2 separate regions of the Sus scrofa genome follow, and region 2 is linked to region 1. Evidence: chromatin contacts called from public HiChIP or PLAC-seq data. All regions are on one chromosome and are shown on one strand. Each heading gives the region's core, a stretch centred on a gene start, on an enhancer-like site or on the middle of the called end of the contact. The rest is flanking DNA. Distances are from core to core; before and after follow the strand shown. Region 1 overlaps APCDD1L (protein APCDD1-like). Region 2 overlaps GNAS (GNAS complex locus).

What was found. HiChIP or PLAC-seq counts read pairs in DNA pulled down with a chosen protein or histone mark.
Region 2: an H3K27ac HiChIP or PLAC-seq map of skeletal muscle shows a contact between it and region 1, with 4 times the contacts expected there. The contact joins two enhancer-like sites. A contact is called at or near these places in 1 of 47 Hi-C or Micro-C datasets (fibroblasts) and 2 of 2 datasets of contacts at active chromatin or transcription factors (alveolar macrophages and skeletal muscle).

Annotation. Positions count from the first base shown.
Region 1 is chr17:58,674,421-58,681,962 of Sscrofa11.1, reverse strand. All of the region lies in intron 1 of APCDD1L (protein APCDD1-like), which reads left to right. Among named protein-coding and RNA genes, the nearest start is that of APCDD1L, 33 kb to the left of the region's middle. Within about 2 kb of position 3,167, at least 20 of the 83 cell types and tissues checked have an H3K27ac peak or open chromatin away from gene starts, as enhancers often do. A contact at or near this core is called in skeletal muscle, where this site is marked.
Region 2 is chr17:59,010,042-59,017,583 of Sscrofa11.1, reverse strand. The region is part of intron 1 of GNAS (GNAS complex locus); the gene reads right to left. Among named protein-coding and RNA genes, the nearest start is that of GNAS, 28 kb to the right of the region's middle. Within about 2 kb of position 4,398, at least 19 of the 83 cell types and tissues checked have an H3K27ac peak or open chromatin away from gene starts, as enhancers often do. A contact at or near this core is called in skeletal muscle, where this site is marked.

The DNA.
Region 1 (7,542 bases), core at 1,918-4,417:
AACTTTCACTTTTCATTTTACACCTTTTTTATACATTTTGAACATTCCACTGCAAGCCACATATTGCTTTTGTTTGATGAGTTCAGCGTGTTTTTATGGGACTCTTTTTGATGAGGGCACCTGCTTACCCTCGTGATTACAGCTCCTGTTTCTGCCACTTCATCATTTTCCCTCTGGTGCTTCCTTCAAAGACCCTGAACATGCCCGGTCCCTCCAGTCCTAAAAAGCCAACCTTCCTCAAGGATTTCCAAAATCCATTGTTAACTTAAAACAGATTTCAAGTCATGTGCATAAGGTGACCCCATTTTTCTAAAAAAAAAAAATAATAATAATAATAATTGAATCAATGCACGTATGTATGTGTGAAAAGAAAAAAAAAAGTCTGCAAAGATTTACTCATTCATTCGCCAAAAATGTATGGTGCGCCTGCCACAGGCCAGATATTGTCGTGGAGATGGCAGTTCAAAGGGCCCCCTCCTGGCAAGCCAGCCTCCGGCATCCAGAGGGCAGGGGGGCCAGCAGGTTAATGGCATGCACTCTTGGGTGAGGCGATGTGGGTGCGCCTGATAGCATCGTTGTGCTTTCCTCTGTCTTCTGATTCATTTTTTTCCCTCTGTGTACGGCATGAAAGAACTTACATAAAAATAATAATTAAGCTATAAAACATACTCTCTCTAGCCCTCCGGTTTTGTCTGCCTTCCCCAACTCCTACGCTGCTCCGTGCAATAGTTGAGACACTGATACTGAAACAGACACTGATGCTAAAACATCCTTCGCTCTGTACCTGGGTATCCAGCGTCAGTGGGCGTCTCAGGCGGCTTCTGCAGCCCTGCTTGGGTACAACCTGCCCCCAGCACTTCTGCGGCTTCCTGAGGTCCCCCTGGCCTCTGGCTGGCCCTTCCCAGGGCTGCTTCCTCAGAGTTCTGCCTCTGGCTAACTTCACCCTCAGTCCTTGCCCCTGGGGTGCAGTGTGGACGGACATGGGGCCCCAGCCAGCTCCTCACCACTGGCTCTTGCTGGATGTCCTCAAATTGCAGACAACCCCCCTCCGCCCCGCCCCGAGAGTAACTCTCCCCAGGTCCCATCTCAGGGGCGGCACCACCAGCCCCCCAGTCTCCCAGCAGAGACCGGCCCAGCCATGCCGCCCCCCCGCCCCACCTTTCCCCGACATCCCAGCAGCCGGGGCGCCTTTGCCAACTCCAGCGCCCCGCTGCCCCAGCCTGGCCTCCACGCCCGGATCTCAGGTGGTCTCCCGGGTCGCCGTGAGCTCCCACCCCACCCCCACAAGATCATCGTTAGCACAAGCCAGCAGGGCCTTGGCGCCGTGGCCCCCGACCGCCTGTCACCGTGTCCCACCAACAGCGATTTGGCCACATCTGATTGCTACTCTCCTCTAACTGGGTCAACGCTTCTCTCCACATCAACTAACTCATTTTCACTTGTTTTTAAAAATAACCCATCCCTGTATGCTTTAGCCTCATGCTAACAGAATCCCAGGCTGGATGTGTCAGGTATCGAACGGGTCAAAATAGACACGTAACTAACCAGGCAAACACAAACTGTCCACCTGGGACCCCTAGGATCAAGGCCAGAGCCACCCAGCTAGGCTCAGGGGCCCCTGGGAAAGCACTGCCTTTCAAAAGGCCCCCAGCTCTCACCCGTGGCCTGAAGCACACTCGGCACACCCACTAACAGGGCTCCCGCCTCTCCGCTCTCCAGGGCTAATTACGCTCCCTCAGCCCTGGCGGCCGTTTCCCGTCCCTGCTACCTGCCCAGCCTCTGCCGAGTGCCCATTACAGCTCTCAGCCACCTGTCAAGCAGCTCCTTGTCCCCCTCCAAGATGCTTGAGGAACACCAAGGCGGCCAGGCCCCTCCTAGCGCCACCCCCTCCTCGGGCCTCCTTCCAGCAAATCAGACCAGCATGCGGCAGAACACCTGCAAGCTTCTGTTGCGCTGGCTCAGAACATCAGACCCTGAGCGCCTCTGCCATGCTGAGGCCTGGCCCACCACAGGTGCTCAGCGGATGTGGAGCAGAGGCCAGGGGCTGTGTGTGCAATCGGAAGGAGAGTGGATTTTACAGGGAACAGAGCTGGTTTGGAGTTTGGGCCTTTCCACCAACCGACTTGGGTGACAGACACCCGGACCCCCTTAGACACGCCTCTTCTGAGCCTCTATTCCCTGGTGCATAAGTGGGGGACAACCCCAATCCCTACCCCAAAGCTTCTCCAGAAGGCCCAGCGAACAGTAAACGCGGGCTCTGCAGACGTTAGACCTTCACTGAAATGCGCGACTTATTATTGGGACGGTGACAAGACGCCCGATGATTAATCCGCTGCGGTCAGCCAGTGAGCGTCAACGCTGTCCCCGTGGCGGGCTGCGTCCACTCTCCCCGGAAGAAGAACGCCGCCCTCCAGGGTCGCCAGGGAAGGCAAGAATTACAGGCCTGTTTATTTAACATTTACGAAGCCAGTGCATTTTCCTGCACCTTGTCTGCAACACTTAAGCCAATATTTGCGTCTTTGGGATTCTATTTGTATGGTAATTTACAAATAGGGTTCGGACTTACGGCCGGCCTTTCTCCTGAAACTCCGAAAGCACATTAATTTTCCAGACAGTAAAATAATGCCGTAATTAAATATTACCATTTCTTTTCAAATAAAATCTGGTAGCTCATAACAAAATAGCTTTTTCGAAACATGATGTAGGTTTTCTCACAAAATTGCACTCGAGGGAAATTCCTTATTTTGAATGTATGGACGCGACCATGAACTTAATCTCAACACAATGTAAGAAAAATTGACTTGTTAAATTGCAATAATTTTCTTGCATTTAAAATTTCCATGCTTCCTGTGGCGGCTGACCCCAGGGCTCCCCTATGTATGTCTTTGGGGAGAGGCCCAGGACCCAAGATGGTTTGTTTCATTGTTTATGAGGCCTCCCAGATCCATTCTCTTGAGGTTCCAACTGGTGGGTTTGTTCTGTGTTGCAAAGTTCTGCTAAAGGAGGCGAGGCCTGGTGACCCCATGACCCTGGCCCTTGGGTCTCGCCATGCGCGCTCCGAGCGAGCAGAAACCAAGATCGCCCACGCGGAAGAAGGCATGGGCCCCGGCGCTGGCCTTGGATGGGCTCCCTCTTCACCTTGGCCAGAGCGGACGGATGGAGCGAGCCTGGCGGCGCTGGGCTGGACGCTGAGGCCGGAGGAGGTGGTGCCGGGTTTCACCCGGGGCCGCCCAACCGCCCCAACCAAAGCTCAAGAGGGCCCCCTTGTGGAGGCTCCCAAGAACAGCCCCGTAAGAGGCGTGCGTGCCCCCGACCCGCGACCCCCGCGCCTCCCCGCGCGTCTCAGACCTGAAGGCGCTCAACCGCCACCGACGGGATCCGCTGTCATCGCCTCGAAACCCAGGTGTTTCCGTGCGACGAGGAGATGCGTGGCCCTTCGGGGAAGACCTGCGGGAGACCCAGCTCCCAAGGGCCCCCTGCGGAGGGAAGCGGCTCAAGGGCGTCCCCAAGACCCCTCGGCCTGCGCGCTCTGCCGGCGGCTTCACCGAGCTCACGCCCGCGTCGTCTTATTGAGTGTGTCAAAACCTTGCCATCATCTTGCCAAATTCCTGTTCTACAGAACAATGGAAGCTTCGGTCTTCTGCCAAGAGAGCGAACAAGGACTCAATCCAACGGGAGTCTTCTAGAAACGCGTTCTGTTGAGCAAACACGGACTTGGCACTGCACCCCGCAGGGCAGGCGCCCCAGAATGTTCCCCCGGAGCCATTCGGAAGCAGGGAGAGACCCCACACGCTCCCTCTCCACGTCCCCCCCCCCCCCGCCGCCTTGGCCCACCCCTCAAAGCACAGGACCCAACGCTGGTGTCACGGGTGGCGAGCGTGGACCAAATTTGGCATAAACTACGACCATCCAAGGGGCCATCGCGCAGGCTGGGGACATAGGCGCGCAAGTGGAGCTGAGGAGGCCTCATCTCCAAGACACCAAAACATCTGGGTGAACAGGGAGACCCGCTCATCCATCACCCTGATGCCTTGGCTCTGTGGGAACAGCTGGGCTTTGGCTGGAATTTCCAGTGTTCATCTGGGTGGAAGCCCCAGCCAGATCGAGGAGTGATTAGCATCAATTATTCATGGGGCTGAGGGGGTTTTGCTGGGCTGGGTCATTCCTAAGCAAACAGAAAGGAGAAACCGGCTGAGGAGTCAGGCCTGGGTGGCCAGACTGTTGTCGCTGGGTTCCTTCCCATCGCTGGAGCCAGTGGTTTGCTCTTCCCTGAGCAGCAAACGCTCCACACAGGCCCCAGGCAGAGTCCGCCGCTCCCCTTGACAGATGCTTTCAGTGTTGGAAACGCAGTCGTGGAACAGCCACCTTCCCTAGTGCGGTCAGCAAGGCCCATGGCATCGGCGGATCCCTTGGCTCAGCCCACTGGGACTTTTCATGGAGAACTGGGGAAACGGGGGCCGGTCAAAGCAGGTCCCTTCGCGGGCGTTTCAACCCACGGACGTCTGGGTCCGATGCCCTCCTGGATGTCACCAGCTCGGGATCCACTTTTTCCAGACACGCCATCCCTCCAGACGTCCTCAGGGCATCTTTAAAGTCTCACCGCGCAAAGGAGGGCGCGGGGCAGAGCCCTGGGATGCTGGAGGGGCGGGGAGGGGGTGTGATTTTCCTCCAGCACTCCATTTCTGAGTTTCCCAAGAACGTAAAGTCCACTTGACCTCCCAGCCACCCCGCCCCGGCCTTGACTGCAAAGGCCCTGGGATTACATGGATAATGAGATTCACTCATGGCCAAATAAGGCCCATATGAGGAATCTGAGGGGACGTGTAGGCTCCTTAGAATTCAAAGTCTGTCTTCATATTTCTGTGAGGTACCGGGACTGTCACAGCATGCCAATCTGCAACCTTCTCGGGGGAGCGAAAATGGAAACGCTGCGTGCCTTTTGTGCAATGACTTCATCACAAACCACATCTTTTGCTGTAGCAACGCGCTGACGGCTGCCATTGCAACAGCCGGTGTCTGAAGCTTGTTGGCGAAACATCCGCTGAGACCCGTGTGTGCCAGCACATGGCAATTTGTAAAAGGCGGCCGCCTCTCCTCAGGAGAGATTATTTGGGGGGGGGGATTTTATTTAAAATGTGCATAAACGTCCCAGTACAAACATTCGAGGTGAATTACCTCAAGCCGAGGATTTGGAAATAAACCAGAGGGTTCAGACCTGCTTTTCAGCAGGAGAACACTTTTTTCAAAGCGAACTCTAATTAGCATCCTAGGACATAAGCCAGAACGAACGGTGAGGGCTCTGGGGGCTCCACTGAGGGCAGGAGGCCAAACCTCCTCCCTGGACCTCCCTTTTTCTGCTAAAAAAAAAAAACACCCGAGGTCTTGAGAAACCAGCTTGAGAACTTGTGATGCGGTGAAACGCGACACGCACATCCTGCTCTCGAGCGGGGCCGTGCTGCCCAACAGGGCCACCACCAGCCACACGCGGCCCCAGGTCCTAGAAATGTAACCCATCTAAACGTAGCTGTCCTCTGAGTGTGAACACCCACCTGATTTCAAAGACTCGTATTTTTAAAGGCATATAAAACATCTCATTAACAGTTTTCATATTTATTACATGTTGAGATATAATCCTGTGGCTGGATAAAGTATCATTAAAATTAATTTCACTTGCTACACTTTTCCTTTTTTTTTTTTAATGTGGCTACTAGAAAATGTCAAATCATGTCCTGGCTTACAGCTGTGACTCACATTCTGTGACGACTGGTCACTGTCGTGGCGCCTTCCCTGGGGATCGAGAAACACATCTGGGTCCTAGTTTGGCTGGGGCAGCGCCAAGGGTCAGCAGAGACTTTAAAGCCAAGCTCTGAATGTCAGGATCTCAGGCCAGATCCAGCCCATCCTCCAAGTGCTCAGCAGGACCTGATGCTCACACTTAAATCTCCCTTTGCCCACTTCTCGCTCCTCCTCCACTTGCTTGGATCAACCAGGGTCCCCAGCCTGTTGACAGCGCCCTCACCAACCATCCTTTCACGCAGAGCCAGCTTCTCAGTGATTCCAAAAGCTGCACGCCTTCTCTTTCTCCACTTTCATTTCAAGCCTGACCCCTAATAGCCACACTCGATGGAAATCACCAGCTCATTTTTAGGAAGGGAAACCCAAAGGGGTGGGGGACGTGTCAACAGGGAACTCGTCTGCACTGGTCTCACGGGCGCAAGTCATTCAGCCATCCATTCGGTGCAAAGTGGCGACCACGACTAGCATTTATTGAGCACCGACCTTGTGAAGGCATTGTTCTAAGTGTTAGGAAGTGCTTGACACAACAAATAGTATCCACGGGGCATTGTGCAGGGAGCTGGGGAATCAGCAGGGAGCAAGAGAGATGAGGAAAGGAAAGGAGGGAAGAAGAGAAGGGAAAGAAAAGAAAGGGAGGAAGAAAAGAAGGCAGAGGGAGAAAGAGAGAGAGGGCGGGAGAAGAGGGGAGGAAGGAAGGTGAGGAGCCTAGAGTGACAGCTCAGGAGCAGTGAGCACCCAGCACCCAGATCTTGGTTTCTAAACACCTTTCTCCAAGAAAAGGAACCACGACTCCTTGGAGAAATGGCTGATTCCAGGGCTGGGCCAGGAAAGCACAAGATAAGCCTGGAAGGTCTTCTGGTGCCAGAAAATGAGGAAAGTACTAGTACTCAGGAAAAAAAAAAAAGCCCCAGAAACTAAGCAGGAGTGCCCAAGGGCCAAATCAGGGCAATTTGAGCAACAGACTAAATAATGATAGCAATGGATTGTAACCTATACAATAAATATCCCTGAGTCTCTACTAATACAAATAATAATTGAATAAAGAAATAACTAGGGAGAAGGGACTATGCATCCTTATAGCTCAATTCCAATCCACAAATTCAAAAGAATGATGGCGCCAGAGAATGACCAAGGGAAAAACACCACAGTAATAATTGCTTAAAGTAAGAATCTTCAGTGATCTGCAATAGATGCTGAAACGGGTGAGGAAAAGTAAAATGAAAAGCAAGATATTTTCATGATCTGTAAGTATATTCCCATAAGATAATTTTTTTTTTTCTTTTTAGTGCTACACCCGCGGCATACGGAGGTTCCCAGGCTAAGGGTCGAATCGGAGCTGTAGCCACCGGTCTACACCACAGCCACAGCAACATGGGATCTGAGCCACATCTGTGACCTATACCACAGCGCATGGCAATGCTGGATCCTTAACCCACCGAGCAAGGCCAGGGTTTGACCCTGCGTCCTCATGGATGCCAGTCAGATTCGTTTCCGCTGAGCCACGACGGGAACTCCCACTGAGATAATTATTAATTACAGAGAGGAAAGTGGTCGTTTAACAGTCAAGGAGCCTGGCGGATGCCCCCTTCAGCAAATGATCCTGGTTAAGGTCACCGGTGCTGGGACACGCTGACACTGTGTGCCTCAGAGATGCTGCACCAAGAAGGACACAACATGGCTTCTTTGGGGTCCGTCCCCAAATGCACATGCTGAATTCAATCCTGAGGAAACATCAGAAAATCCCAA
Region 2 (7,542 bases), core at 3,149-5,648, 330 kb before region 1:
ATGGAGGGAAGGCCAGGATCTAAGAGGGAGGATGGAAACTAAGATGGAGGGCAGGCCAGGACCTAAGATGGAGGACAGAAACTAAGATGAAGGGAAGGCCAGGATCTAAGAGGGAGGAGGGAAACTTAGATGGAGGGAAGGCCAGGACCTAAGAGGGAGGCCTAGAACCAAGGTGGAGGGAAGGCCAGGAGCTATAGATGGAGGATGGAAACTAAGATGGAGGGAAGGCCAGGACCTAAGAGGGAGGATGGAAACTAAGATGGAGGGAAGGCCAGGACCTAAGATGGAGGATGGAAACTAAGATGGGGGGCAGGCCAGGATCTAAGATGGAGGATGGAAACTAAGATGGAGGGCAGACCAGGACCTAAGATGGAGGACTGAAACTAAGATGGAGGGCAGGCCAGGATCTAAGATGGAGGATGGAAACTAAGATGGAGGGAAGGCCAGGACCTAAGATGGAGGACGTAAACTAAGATGGAGGGAAGGCCAGGATCTAAGAGGGAGGATGGAAACTAAGATGGAGGGCAGGCCAGGACCTAAGATGGAGGACAGAAACTAAGATGAAGGGAAGGCCAGGATCTAAGAGGGAGGAGGGAAACTAAGATGAAGGGAAGGCCAGGACCTAAGAGGGAGGATGGAAACCAAGATGGAGGGCAGGCCAGGACCTAAGAGGGAGGATGGAAACCAAGATGGAGGGAAGGCCAGGATCTAAGATGGAGGATGGAAACCAAGATGGAGGGAAGGCCAGGAGCTAAGATGGAGGATGGAAACCAAGATGGAGGGAAGGCCAGGACCTAAGAGGGAGGATGGAAACCAAGATGGAGGGCAGGCCAGGACCTAAGAGGGAGGATGGAAACCAAGATGGAGGGAAGGCCAGGACCTAAGATGGAGGACGGAAACTAAGATGGAGGGAAGGCCAGGATCTAAGAGGGAGGATGGAAACCAAGATGGAGGGAAGGCCAGAGCTAAGACGGAAGCCTCCACAGTACATCAGGAGCCCTGACTGCAAACTACAGACAGCATTTTCCCATCCCATCCTTCGCACAAATCCTACGTACAGAGAGAGGACCCTCAGTTTGGGTGGACACGTTGGGGGCCACCCCCAGGAGGAATTTCCGCCCTGGAAGACCCTGGTCCCTCCGCGGGCCAGCCCAGCCTCGGAACCCAGCGAGCCTCCGCCAGCGCCTCCCGAGAAGGCCTGGTGGGCGCCCTGCGCCCGCAGAGGCTCCGTCGGGGCTGCGAGGGAGTCCCAGCGGGTGAGCCTGTCTCGACACAGCCCCTGGGTTCTCCCCGGCAGATCCCTGGGTTTTCTGCAGTCTCGTTACCGGGACGCGACGCTTCTACAAAACCCCCGATTTGGTTTGCTCGACTGGGCCAGAGGCGTGTTGGGAGGCTGCTGAGGTCTGTTTTTTGATGATGGTTCCGTCCCGTCTGAGCTCCCAAGTCTAGTCCCTATTTAGTCACCCGGTGGAGACCACCCACTGTCTTAAACTTCCCTATAAAACCCACCAAAGGGAGCAGCAGTGTCTTATGCCCTCGTCTTCCCCGTGGGGAAGGGCACATATTAGGCGCTCAATCCGTGTACACTGAGTGAATGAATGAATAAATGAAAATGCCTCGACGAAGGCAGACTCACCGACCCGGCAAGGATCTCATCCTTCTGAGAGGCCTGGCAGACGCACAGGTGGCTGCTGCACGTTAAGAGATGCTACTAGAAAGGCAAAAGGGAAACAAAGCCATTTTGACATCCACCTGAACCCCTCAATTAGGAAACCACCTATCAGTGAGGGAAAATGGGTACAGATGCACCAAGAACTGGGCAGCATCCCATGCTCTTTGCCAAGCTGGACACCATCTACGCATGAGGTAAACCTCAGCTCTGCCAAGAGTCAAAAATTGGAAAAATTAATTTGTGACAACTGTTTTCATGTGGAACCATGATTTCTCTCATTTAAGCATGTCATTTTCTGCCCAATTCCCATTAAACGCTTCCCCCAAACTCATCCTTTCTTTCTTTCTGAAGGCCAGCCAGGACCCCCTGTCCCCCAGCAATTCCAAAAGGTCACAGAAGGCCCAGTTAATAAGCACATTGGGGGTGAGTCCCCTTCCCTGGCTCTTAGGACAGCAATTGTTTTTCCCTCATGGGCCCCTAATCGGCCATTTTGCTGGGTCTAACGCAATGCAAATTTAGCTCCAATCAATTAGTGACACATTTCTAACTGGGGGGGGGGGGCTTGGGAAAAGTGTCAACTTTTCCTGGTAGAGGGAAGTTAACCCTTGAGAACAAACTGCATCACGGTCAACGCAGCAAACGTCTCCTGCCTCCGTGAGCTGTGCTGTTTGTTTTCCCCCCTTAAAGGCCCAACTTGCGAGAATGGGGTCCCAGTCCCACAAATTAGGACAAGACTTTGTTTTTTCACTTGAGCTAATGAATAAAGCACAGGACACAGAGGCAGCTGACGGAATATTTTCCCCACGAACGCCAGGAAGCCGAAATCTGCTCTCCTGTTGCACTTTTTTTTTTTTTTTTAAACAGCCTGAGTGATTTGGGTATAACGTGCACTGGGCGCCCCCCCTCCCAAGCCCTCAGCAATCAATCTTGTCTCCTGCAGAATCCCCAGCCCCCCTCCTCACTGACTAGAATTGTCTCTCTCTAATGAACATACCCAGGAGAATAAAACTTGTTTTTCAAAAGTGTGGGGAAGGAAGAAGAGGAAGGGAGGAAGGAAGGAAAAAAAAAAAAAAGAAAGAAAAAAAAAAAAAGCACACAATGCTGATACTGGGTCTAGCCGGAGCCAAGTTCTCGAGGACAAGCAACCTGTAAACGGCTAAGGATTTCCTCCGCATCTAAGATGTGTGCCTACCGCACAGGGAGTTTGCTTTCACCCTTCAGATTTAGCTTGTCTGGTTGTGAGGAGCCACCAAACCAAAGAACTCACAAAGATGGGCTCTTTTTCTTGAAGCCAAAAAGGTCCCCAGGGGGCCAGATTTCTTACAACCCAACCACTCGGCGGGGTAAGGCTTGCAGAGACACTCAGAACGTCGAGTTTGTGCTAGAAGGGGGCGGAGGACTCCGTCAAAAAATAAAATATAAAATAAAAAATGGAACCATCATTTTAGAATGTGGAGAGGAACATTTGGGGGAGCAAGAAAGGGCCCACTGGGCAAGCAGGCAGCGGTCAGAGCTCAGGGGACCGTGGGGAGGGGGGGCAGGGGCCTTGGTGCTGGCCCCCAACTTGCAGCCTCCCCCTTTGCTCGTCCTACCCTGCACTCCTGGGACCCACAGGGGACAGCACGGGCAGTGGGGTGGATGCCCCCTCCCGCCCTGGACTCCTGGGCCTGCCTCCCCAGCCCTCCTCGGCCAGGTCCCAGCCAGCCTGGCCCCTCAGCTGCGCTGGCCGCTGGCCCTGGCCTCTCTCCAGCTCTGCCTGGTGCAGCTTCAATGACTTGCAACCTGATCAGATCGCTTCCCTTCCAGAAGCTAAGTTCCTAGAGGACAGGCAGCCGTCTTGGGTTCCTGGGTTCAGAGCCCAGTTTACTAACGGCGCTTTTTTCGCTCTCCCTTCTCTCTCTGTCAAACTTTTTATTTCACTCCTGTGTTCCCCTCTCTCTCCCCTTCCTTTGGCACCTCTCTCTCTCCAGGAAAGAACAGGCTGGCGAGAGCTGCTTTTTAACCTCAGGGGGGTTCGCAAACGTGCAGGGGAGGAAAGACAAAGGCAGCGGGTCCCTTTGCCCCCTGCGCAACCCGGGCAGAAGGGCTGAGCAAGGACACCGGCCCCGAAAGGACACAATGCGCAACGTGGGAAAAGCGCTAAGGAAGTCAGTGCGGCAGGGGGGGCTCGAGATGGAGTGGTGCCCGCGGGTCGCATCCTCTTTAGAGACATCCATACATCTGGGCAGAGGACAGGGGGAGATAAGGAGATAGAAAACCCGGACAGGATAAGGGCGGGGTGGGGGATTTCCTGGAATATTAGAATGTCATTTTAACAATAAGTACAACTTCTGGAAGAAAAAGGGAAAGGGGCCGGGGAGAGTATGGGGTGCGGGTTCCCAGCGCCGAGGGAAGGGGAAGGGGCTGGCCTGGCACCGGGGGGCCTTGGGGCGGGGAGACTGAGCTGAGCGGGCATGGCCCCCAGAAGGAAAAAGGCGTGTGTGTCGTGGAGGGGGGAGAACCGGGCAAAGACACCCACCAAATGCACAGGCCCCCAAGCCCAGAATGGCAGGCTGGGTGTGAAAGCCAAGCTCCCTGGCACCCAGCACAGTTTGAGACCCCAACCCCGAGATCCGCCCCCCTCCCCGCAAAAACCTGCGGCTTTTTTCCCTTGCGCTTCCTAACATTTCATCTAGAAAATTCCAAGTGATCCCACTTCCTGCGAGCTTCCCAGGCATTCCACGCTCTCTGCTGACCTCTGGTGGGGGAGGCGCTCTACGGCCCAGAAAAGGGGCCGGACACGGGGGAGCCCACCTGCCCTGCCTTCCCCGCGCCCCCCACCCAGAGTCCTGGCGCCCCTGCATCCTGGCCAAGGGGTGGGCTGCACGTGGGGGGGGGTGACGAGCACGAAGGTAAGGAAAGCTTTCTAGACGCCCCAGAAGATGCGGCGTGTAGGCGAAGAATGTGGGAATAAAGTTTGTTAACTTAAAGAAGAGGATTTTCATGGCAGAAGGGGGAAAACTTTTGCCCGACGTTGATGTATTTTATCAGGTCCTTTGATTTTTCAACTATGAAAGAAAGAGAGCAGGGGACGCGTCTAAGGATGGGCACGGCGGGCAGGTTTCACTGGGAACGGATACGTTCCCATGACGGAAGGGACTCGGGAGGCCCTGGCAGGAGTTCTCGAGGCCCTTCTCGAACAGATGAGCTCATGATTTTACAGCTGCTGCGGGGCGGGGGAGTGGCAAGGATGCCTGTTCTCTTTGGAACCGAGGAACCTGGCCCCAGCCGCCATCAGAGGCAACCTCCCCTCCCCTGGAGACTTGGCCTCAACAAGGCAGAAGTGACCTTCCCCCAAGTCCAGGGTCAGGCCTGGGATGGAGGACAGGGGTCCCAACTTAGCTGGGAAGACTCTTCCTAGTAAGCATGCTCCTTAGCACACAGGGGTTTTGCAGCCCTGAGAGGTTGGGGGGGGGGCGGTAGAGGGGGGAAAATGAGAACTAGCCCTGCCATCTCCGAGACCCTCAAACCCCAACGACGTGCTCATGGATGAAAAAGCGATAAGGAGTCCCCCTCAGCCAGTATGTTCTGAGACAGCATCGCACATCCACCCCAAATCCTATTCCCTCATTTCCCTGCATCCTCCCATACTGTCTCAAATGCCACCTCCTCCAGGAAGGCTCCCTGGGTTTCCCTGATGGAAAAAGGGACCTCTGCCCACATCTGGAGTTCTTTTCTAGCTCTCGATTGGGGTGAGAAAAAAGTCCCACACTCCTCTGCTTCCTGCAAAGATTCTTCTGTGATGGGTACCCAGAAATTATTAATTATGAATCCAGGGGCAAGAGCGAGGCCTGGAGTTTCCTGTGCAATCTGCCATTTTGGAAGGCAACTTGAAAGGGCAGAGTGTGTGTCTGCGGGGCTGGCGGGCGTCAGGGAGGGGGTGTTTGGCATACCTGTTCTAGTCAAACTTTTTAGGAGAGACTCGAAGAAGTTTTACAGTGAGAAGGACACACCCCTCACTTTTCAGATGGGGAAAGCAGGGACCCAGAAGATAAAGGATTTGCCCAAGGCCCCAGAACTGGTTCCCGGAAGGCCCAGGGCACGCAGGCGGGCTGGGGAGGCAGAGGTCACTCTGATAGTGTGTTTTCTGCCCTGGCTAGGGTCTCACAGAGCCACTAGTTCCAAGTGACAGGATCTGTCCTCCGATATCCATTGTTCAACTGGAAAACCTTTAAAGCTGGCCCTGGGCCTTGGGGGCGGGGCTGGGTCCCTGGGAAGGAGGATCAGCGGAGGGGGCTTGGGGAGCTGTGCCTTCCGCCCGCTCACAGGGAATTTTGAAAAGCCAGGCTCTCAACAGTAAAAGCCGAGCGCCATCTGCCAGCCAGTCTGGAGCAGCCTTGCTTTATTTTAGTGTCTGCTTCCTGGGCCTACAGAGTTGGGGTTTTCATGTCTTTCCCTATTAAAAAAAAAAAAAAAAAGATTTCTTGCTCAGACCACCCCCTCCCCATAAGAATCTTATTTTTTTTTTAAATCTCAGGAGAAAGAGAGGTGCAGAAAGAAAAGAGAAATCAAGAAAGAAATGAGGGAATTCCTTGAGAGGCTGGTCTCGGCTTCCCCGTTTCTGAGCTGGGCGGACCTCTGCGGGGAAGGGGACGGCACCCTCTCTCAGTGGAAGGCAGCCCTGGTGGCCTCTGTCGGGATCCCAGCTTCCTAAACTCCTGCCTTGTTCCTGGCAGAAGGAAGGGTGTCCCCCGGTGTTGGGGCGTCAGACACTGTCTCCGGGGAGTCAAGGGTTTAGGGCCAGAAGAAGAGAGGAGAGACCTCTGCCACTGTGGACTTGAGCCTCAGGACAAGACGTCTGCAAGGATGTGGGGTTTGGGATTGGACCTCTTGGTGCCTAAAGCTGAGCACCGAGGGGACCCCCGCTCCCCGGCTGTCTCTGGGACCACCCACCACACTGAAGCCCTTCCCCTGACCCTGGCAGAGTTATCACAACATGGACCCTTGTCAGGAATTTCCAGAATCAAAATTTGGCCTTTTCTGGGTGTCACTTGGCAAATGCACGGACTCCTTGACTAGAGCATGGGAATCAACCAAGGTCCCAGGCATGAGAACCCTCTAATATTACCCAGTGATCTCTGTCCACCATCCTGGTGCCCCCCCAGAGAAGCTAGGGCTCCTCTGCCCACCCCCTCCCCAATCAGAGCCACTTGGAAAAATTACAGGCAGTGGTCACCAGAGGCTCCCACTAGAACCCAAACCGCCCAAGGATAAGGATTTCCTGTGGGTGCTGTGGGGTGACCGGGTCCCGCCAGAAAAACGTCTGGAGACTCTTATTTGGAAAGGGGAACCTCCTTCAAGTGTCCATCTTAAAACCAGCCCTGGCTAGTTGTTGGCAAAACAGAAGGGTCTAATATGCTTCCCTTCGAGTGGTGAAAAAAGGAAGAAATGAAATCACTTACGTGTTTAAATAGGAATAGCTATTCGTTTGCTGGCAACCCAACTTTAAAAATTTTTTCCCCTGACATCTGGCCATTTGTTTTTGGGTTCTGGCCGGAGCCTTCTAAGCATTTCCTTGAAAAGATGTTGCACTTGGTCTCAGGCAAAAAGTCAAAATCAACACTCAAAAAACATGCCGTGTGTCGTTTTGAGGACTCTGCAATAAGATCTTTGGAGGCACTTTGCTTAACTAAACTTGGAACCTATTTTAAAAAATGGCATTTTCAACTGAACATGTCCAATATATAATTTATCAAATTACCGATCAGGCTCCACCCTGAAGTAATCTTGACAGTAAAAGCAAAAGTCTAAATTCATACAGCTGTCTGGCGTGGAGAGTAGGGTTTTGTTTTGTTTTTTTCCTTCTAGACTTTGCAGTTAAGTGAAAAGAC